Linked DNA regions of Pan troglodytes: region 1 is linked to region 2. The links are chromatin contacts, called in public HiChIP or PLAC-seq maps. All regions are on one chromosome and are shown on one strand. Each heading gives the region's core, a stretch centred on a gene start, on an enhancer-like site or on the middle of the called end of the contact. The rest is flanking DNA. Distances are from core to core; before and after follow the strand shown.

What was found. HiChIP or PLAC-seq counts read pairs in DNA pulled down with a chosen protein or histone mark.
Region 1: an H3K4me3 HiChIP or PLAC-seq map of stem cell-derived excitatory neurons shows a contact between it and region 2, with 4 times the contacts expected there. The contact joins the promoter of HDDC2 here to the promoter of TPD52L1 in region 2. A contact is called at or near these places in 1 of 7 Hi-C or Micro-C datasets (stem cell-derived neural progenitor cells) and 1 of 1 datasets of contacts at active chromatin or transcription factors (stem cell-derived excitatory neurons).

What each region holds. Positions count from the first base shown.
Region 1 is chr5:137,179,977-137,183,112 of NHGRI_mPanTro3-v2.0_pri, forward strand. HDDC2 (HD domain containing 2) reads right to left here and starts at 1,629. Exons shown (of 6, transcript XM_001152848.8): 1 at 1,307-1,629; 2 at 1-99. The coding sequence starts at 1,390.
Region 2 is chr5:137,035,809-137,039,113 of NHGRI_mPanTro3-v2.0_pri, forward strand. It overlaps TPD52L1 (TPD52 like 1), which reads left to right and starts at 1,439. Exons shown (of 5, transcript XM_003311464.5): 1 at 1,439-1,694. The coding sequence starts at 1,676.

The sequences.
Region 1 (3,136 bases), core at 379-2,878, 140 kb after region 2:
TTTGATCACCATAGCCATAACTGCCATCCGGTACATGTGATCTGAAACGCTCTCCGGCCTCTGGACATTTCTGTATACCCAGCCAGTCCGTGGGACTCTCTGATAAATATGAAAAAGAAAAAGAAGTTTTAAAGAACAAATATTAACTATCTGCTATGCTCTTCAAGAGATGTCCAGGATATAACACACAGAAGCCGGGTCGTAATTTCAGAACCTATTACAAAATGTTTTGCTAAACTAGCTAAAATGATAGACATCTGGAATCAAATGAACTAGAGAGCTCAGAGAATGAAAGGGTAGAAGACAGAGAGAGTTAAGTCACAAAGTCCATTCGTCAAATTACTCTGTTACTGATGTATAATTATGGAACATATGCAAGTCCTTTAAACAAAAACAAAACTGCATTTTTCCGAACAAGAGTTGCGGCTTTGTGCCTTCAAATAATCCTACACAAGCAGAAAACACTGTATTGAAGGGTCTGAAAGTGAACGAGTGATAGGCTTCCAAATTCTGAGGCACAAGGGATAAGGGCACTTCTAACTGCTTGATGCTACCACCAGCCGTGACTCTTCCTTTTATTCACATCATAACTTCATCTTGTGAAACTGCATTTCTTCCTCAGAATTCTACATCTCTAAGGAATGTTATAAATAGTAGTCAGAGTGGCATGAAACGGATAATTTACTTTGAACTTGGGAGAGAGACAGGGAAGACGCACATGATGAAACTCGTGTGTATTACATTAAATCCCGTTTGCGGGGTGGCCGGGAGAAAAGTCTTGTTTCTGGAAGTAACTGTGAGACAGACATAAAAAGCTCCACTTAAAATCTGAAGAGCCGACAGATTCTGTTCTTCCCACCCGTGCTCAGAAGCAGCCGCGCTTTACACACACACACACACACACACACACACACACACACAGGTCGTGAGCGCGCGCGCGCGCGCGCACACACACACACACACATGAGTTCTGGGGTCGTGAGCCCCGGAAAAGCTCAGTGCAGGCAGGGCCAGGCCGGCTGCTCTCCGGGAACCGGCGCGGCTGCAGGGCGGACCTCGCGGCGCCAGGCTCTAGGCTCAGACTCCGGGCCGCCCCAGCTGGCCAGCCTGTCCCGCCGGCTGCTTCCTCCGTCCACCGTCGGCGACGCGCGGCCGCATCCGCAGGACTGGGGCCTTTCCCGAATTCGGCGTGGCTGACGCGGCGCAGGAAGGGGAAAGACCGCGGGCCGAGCGGGGAGGCCGGAAGCTCCGCCGCCCCACAGTCCCGCCCGCTCGGCCGCGGCCTCCCGGCCTGGTGCCCGCTCACCTTGAGCTGCCCTACCAGCCGCAGGAATTGCAGTAGGGACCGAGCCCCGTGGCCCGAGAAGGTCGCAGAGGAGACCGAAGCCATGCGGCCACCGACCCCGGCTGGGCGGAGCAGGCCGCGGCGAAGCTCCTCCCCGTCCTCCTCCTCCTCCCCTTCCCCTTGTCTTTCTTCCCCCTCCTCTTACTCTTCTTTCTCTTTCTCCTCCCCCTCTTCTTCTTCCTTCTGCCCCTCTTCCTGCTCCCCCTCTTCCTCCTCCCCTTCCAACTCCTCCTCCTCCTCTTCTTCCTCCCCCACTTCCGCTTTCTCCTCTTCCTCTTCCTCCTGCCCCTCTTCCTCTCTCCCCCTCCTCTTCCTCCTCCTCCTGTTCTTATTCCTCCTCCCCCTCCTCCTCCTGTTCTTATTCCTCCTCCCCCTCCTCCATATTCTCACGGTTTTCTCAGGACCTTCTGTCCAGCCTTCGCCTTCTTGGCCTTGGTGTCCGCTGCTTGGGCATTGCTCCGTCAGTGGCAGACACCTTGCTTGGCACATACTTGACACTCAGTACTCTTTATGAAAAATAAAGCTCTCCTTTCTAAATTTATGAACCTCGTTATTCTTCAGTTGACAGTGTAAAACCATGAAACTGGATGAGGTCACCTGGCAAGAGGGTGTGAATGAGGAAGAAAAGACACCCAAGACCTGAACCCCAACATTTAGACTTTGTGAGATCAAGAGGGAACAGCCAGTGAGGTAGGAAGAGGATTAGTAGGTAGGATAGTTGTGTCCTGGAAGCCATGTACAAAAATATTTCAAGAAGGAAGGAATATGGTCAACCAAGTCAATGTAAGGACCAAGGTTTGACTTCCAGACTTAGTAAATTCAATATTATTGGTTACCCTGACAAAAGTAGTTTTCAGTGTAGTGGGACAAGCAGAACCTAGTGAGATAATTCTGAAGAGAATAGGAGCAAGTATTACAGCACATTGGAGATGGGGTTGGGGTGCTGTTAACTAGTGGAGAGATTGTTTCAAAACAGGAGATATTATGTATGTTTATTTACTGATGAAGGGGATCTAGTAGAAAGGGAAACATTGATTATATAAGAGACAAAGAAGAGAAATATTTGAATGTCAGCCTTGAGTAAGGAAAAATATTCCCATCTGGTGTACAAGATAAAAGATGGGCTTTAGTTAGGAATATGGAGAATTCATTCAAATATTGGAGGAGGACAGAGTATAGGGTGACTAATCAGTCACACATGTGGTCATGGGAGGTTGTAGAAGTTCTCTTCTGATTGCTTCTATTTTCTCACCAAATTAGGAAGCAAAGTATAGGCTGGGATGTTATAATAACAAACAACCTCCTTATTTCCTGTATCTCAGCAGTTTAACACATCAAAGGTTTATTTCTCTCTCATGCTAAGTGTCTATTGTAGATCAGCTAGAGGATGCTGCTTGCTCTAACCTTACTCAGGGAGCTAGGAGGCTTTCTTTGCTCTCTTTTGCCAGAATTGGAAAAAAGAAAAGTGGCACTCTGGCTCTTAAAGCCTGTCTCTGGAAGTGATATATGACCTTTCGTCTACGTATCATTGGTGAAATAAGTAACACTGCCACGTCTAACTTCAAAGGGGGCCTGTGGAGTGCAATCTTGCTAGGCCTCTGGGAAGAAAGGAGGCTAGAATGTTTGTGAATAGAGGAGGAGGCATTTGAGGTTTAAGGAGTGATATAGTTTGGCTCTGTGACCCCACCCAAATATCATGTCAAACTGTAATCCTCAAAGTTGGAGGAGGGGCCTGGTGGGAGGTGATTGGATCATGGTGGCAGACTTCCCCCTTGCAGTTCTTGTGATAGT
Region 2 (3,305 bases), core at 189-2,688:
TTTTACAGCTACAAAGAAGTCAATACCTGGTTTCAAAGCTTCAAAGGACAAACTGACTCTCTTGTTACGGGCAAAAGTAGCTGGTGACTTTACATTGAAGCCAAAGCTCATTTACCATTCTGAAAATTTTAAAGCCCTTAAGAATTATGCTAAATATATTCCACCTGTGCTCTATAAATGGAACAACAAAACTTGAATGACAGTACATCTGTTTACAGCATGGTTTATTGAATATTTTTAAGCCCACTATTAAGACTTACTGCTCAAAAAATGTTTCTTTCTAAATATTATTGCTTAATATTGGTTAATAATATACTTTGTCACTCAACAGTTGATGGAGATGTACGAAGAGATTAATGTTGTTTTCATGCCTGGCAAAACAACATTCATCTTGCAGCCCATGGATAAAGGAGTAATTTTGACTTTCAAGCCTTATTATTTAAGAAATAAATAGATAGCTGCCATTAATAGTGATTCTTCTGTTGGATCTGGGCAAAGTAAATTGAAAACCTTCTGGAAAAGATTCACCATTCTAGATGCCATTAAGAACATTTATAATTCATGGGAGGAAGTCAAAAAGTCAACATTAACAGGAGTTTGGAAAAAGTTGATTCCAACCCTCCTGAATGACTTTGGGAGTTCAGGACTTCAAAGCAGGAAGTAACCGCAGATATGGTAGAAATAGCAAGAGAACTAGAATTAGAAGTGAAGCCTGAATATGTGAGTAAATTGCTCAATCTCATAAGACTTGAATGGTTGAGGAGTTGCTTCTTACGGACAAGCAAAGAAAATGGTTACTTGAAATGGAATCTACTCCTGGTGAAGTTGTTCACAGCATTGTTGAAATGACAGCAAAGGATTTATAATTATATAAACTTAGTTGATAAAGCAATGGCAGGGTTTGAGATGATTGACTCCAATTTTGAAAAAAGTTATAATGTAGATAAAATGCTATCAACCAGCATTGCATGCTACAGAAAAATCTTTCATAAAAGGAAGAGTAAATTGATGCAGCAAACTTCATTGTTGTCCCATTTTAAGAAATTGACACAGCTATTCCAGCCTTCAGCAATCACTACCAGGATCAATAAGCAGCCATCAACATCCAAGCAATGCCTTCCACCACCAAAAGGATTCCCATTAGGTGAAGATGATCTTTAGCATTTTTTAGAAATAAAATATCTTTTTAAGTTAAGGTAGGTACATTGCTCTTTCTAGACATCATGCTATTGCATGCTTAATAGACTACAGCACAGTGCAAACGTAACTTTTATGTGCATTAGGAAACTGAAAAATTCGTGTGACTCGTTTTGTTGCAATACTCGCTTTATTGCGGGGGTCTGGAACCTAACCTGCAATATCTCTGCGGTATATCCGTATAGCGCCGGGAGTGGGTGCCTTCCGCCTGCTGTATAGAGCGCCGGCAGGTGGCGCCCAGCGGCGAGCTTGTTCCAGCTTGGTTTGGGCCAGGTGGACTGGAAGGGGCGGAGGTAACCAGAAGCGGCTAGTGGCGGCTGCCTGCGTCCCCAACCCCCTCCGCGCAGCGCTCGCGACACGCGTGCCAGGAGTGGGAGAGAGCGGCGGGGCCAGCTGCGTTCTGAGCCTGGGCGCAGCTGCCATCTGCTCTGGGAAGCACCGGGGTGTCCCCGCCGCCCTCAGCTCGAAGTCAGCAACCATGGAGGCGCAGGCACAAGGTGAGTGGTCGCCGATCGCCCCGAGAGTCAGGTCCTGGGGCGCGCATAAAGGCTGTTTTCCTGCACCACCTAACTTCGCTCTCGGACAGAACAGATTGGTGCCGTGTTGCACATCCAGAACTCCACTCCCACCCGCGCCTTCGGTATAATGCCTGCTGCCCAAACTCAGGATTTGCTGTGGGTCTGGGGATCAATAAAGTGACAGGGGATCCGTAAGTGGAGAGGCCCCTCCTCAGGAAATGCGCCCGTGGAATGCTCTACCCTCTTCCGCAGCCAGTCGCCCCTGGCCTTCCCCACCTCGCGGCTGCCCGAAGGACCTGTTGTGCCGGGTCCGGAAAGCGTGTTTCGCTCCCTTTCCCTTGAGGGAGTGGGGAGGGAATGTGACTCTTTTCGCCCAGGGCCGTGGACTCGCGGCTTGTGGCTCCCAAGTTAGGGAGTGAGGGGATCGCCCACCGAGGGGGTGGCTCCGCAGCCCGGCTGCGCGAGACGCTTCCCGCTCGGGGACCCGCCTTCCGAGGCCAGGTGAACGTTACCGGCCCCCTGACCTCCAGCAGATCCACACGTGAGTCCCGGTTTCCCGCGATCGGGGAGCGACCTCTGCCTCCCGTGGCGCGCGGGGCCCCCGGCCGCCCAGCTCCCTGCTCCCGGGGCTGCCTGCTGGAGGAGCCTGCGGTGGCTTCAGGAAGGGCGGCCTCATATCTTGGGGTCACACTTGGAACAGGGTTGGGGAATTCCGATGGAATCGTTCAAGAATGGGGGTAAACGGACCGTGGAAAGGGGCAGAGGTGGGCGGATGTGGAGCGAGAGACAAGTGGGAAGGAAACGGACTCAGTGATCTACCTTGGGGAGCAACGCCCAGAAGGGATGGCTTGCGGAGTTCAGCCTTTAAGGCAATCAAAGCCACCATTCTTTTACACAGTAGGAAACTCTGTGTTGGCTCTTAGTATAAATAAAATCTCATTAAAAAAAAAAAAAAAAGAAAGGTTCATGACCTGATGCGCTCGCCCTCTAGGGGCAGAACGCCCTGAATGAGAGTGGGTTGGCGATTGCATGGGCCTGGAGTCGCCCAACAGGTTTGCTGCCAGGATTACAATTGTCTGAACAGCACGAACCTTACTCGTTTGTTCCATCCTCCTAAGTCCTGCCCGTAAAGCTGCCGCTTCCCATATTTTTTCCTCTATTATGTAGATAGGAAATGATAATTCAACCAAGGGTGAGGGCAGTTGGTCAAATTCAAAAGCAGAGGTCAGGTTGGAGGCCTTCACACCAGAACTGAAGCTGGTGGGAGCAGCACCAGAGCTTTCCAACCTGACTTGCAGATTAGAATTATTTAGAGAGTCTTCATTACTGGCCTTGGCCAACCCCATCCCAGTCAAACTGGAATCTTTGGAACCTGAACATGGGTATATTTGAAAGCTTATATTAGTGAGGATGGAGAAGAACTATAGCAGATAGGAAACATTCATACAACTTCTGAAGACATCCGAAACTACAGACTGGTAACCACTGGTGTCACTGGTTTGCTTTATTGCTTTGCTTTACTTCCAAGATTTACTTAACAAATATTTCAGTGCTTTCCTTTGCCAAGCACTGTGCTAAGAAGAGCAAAGA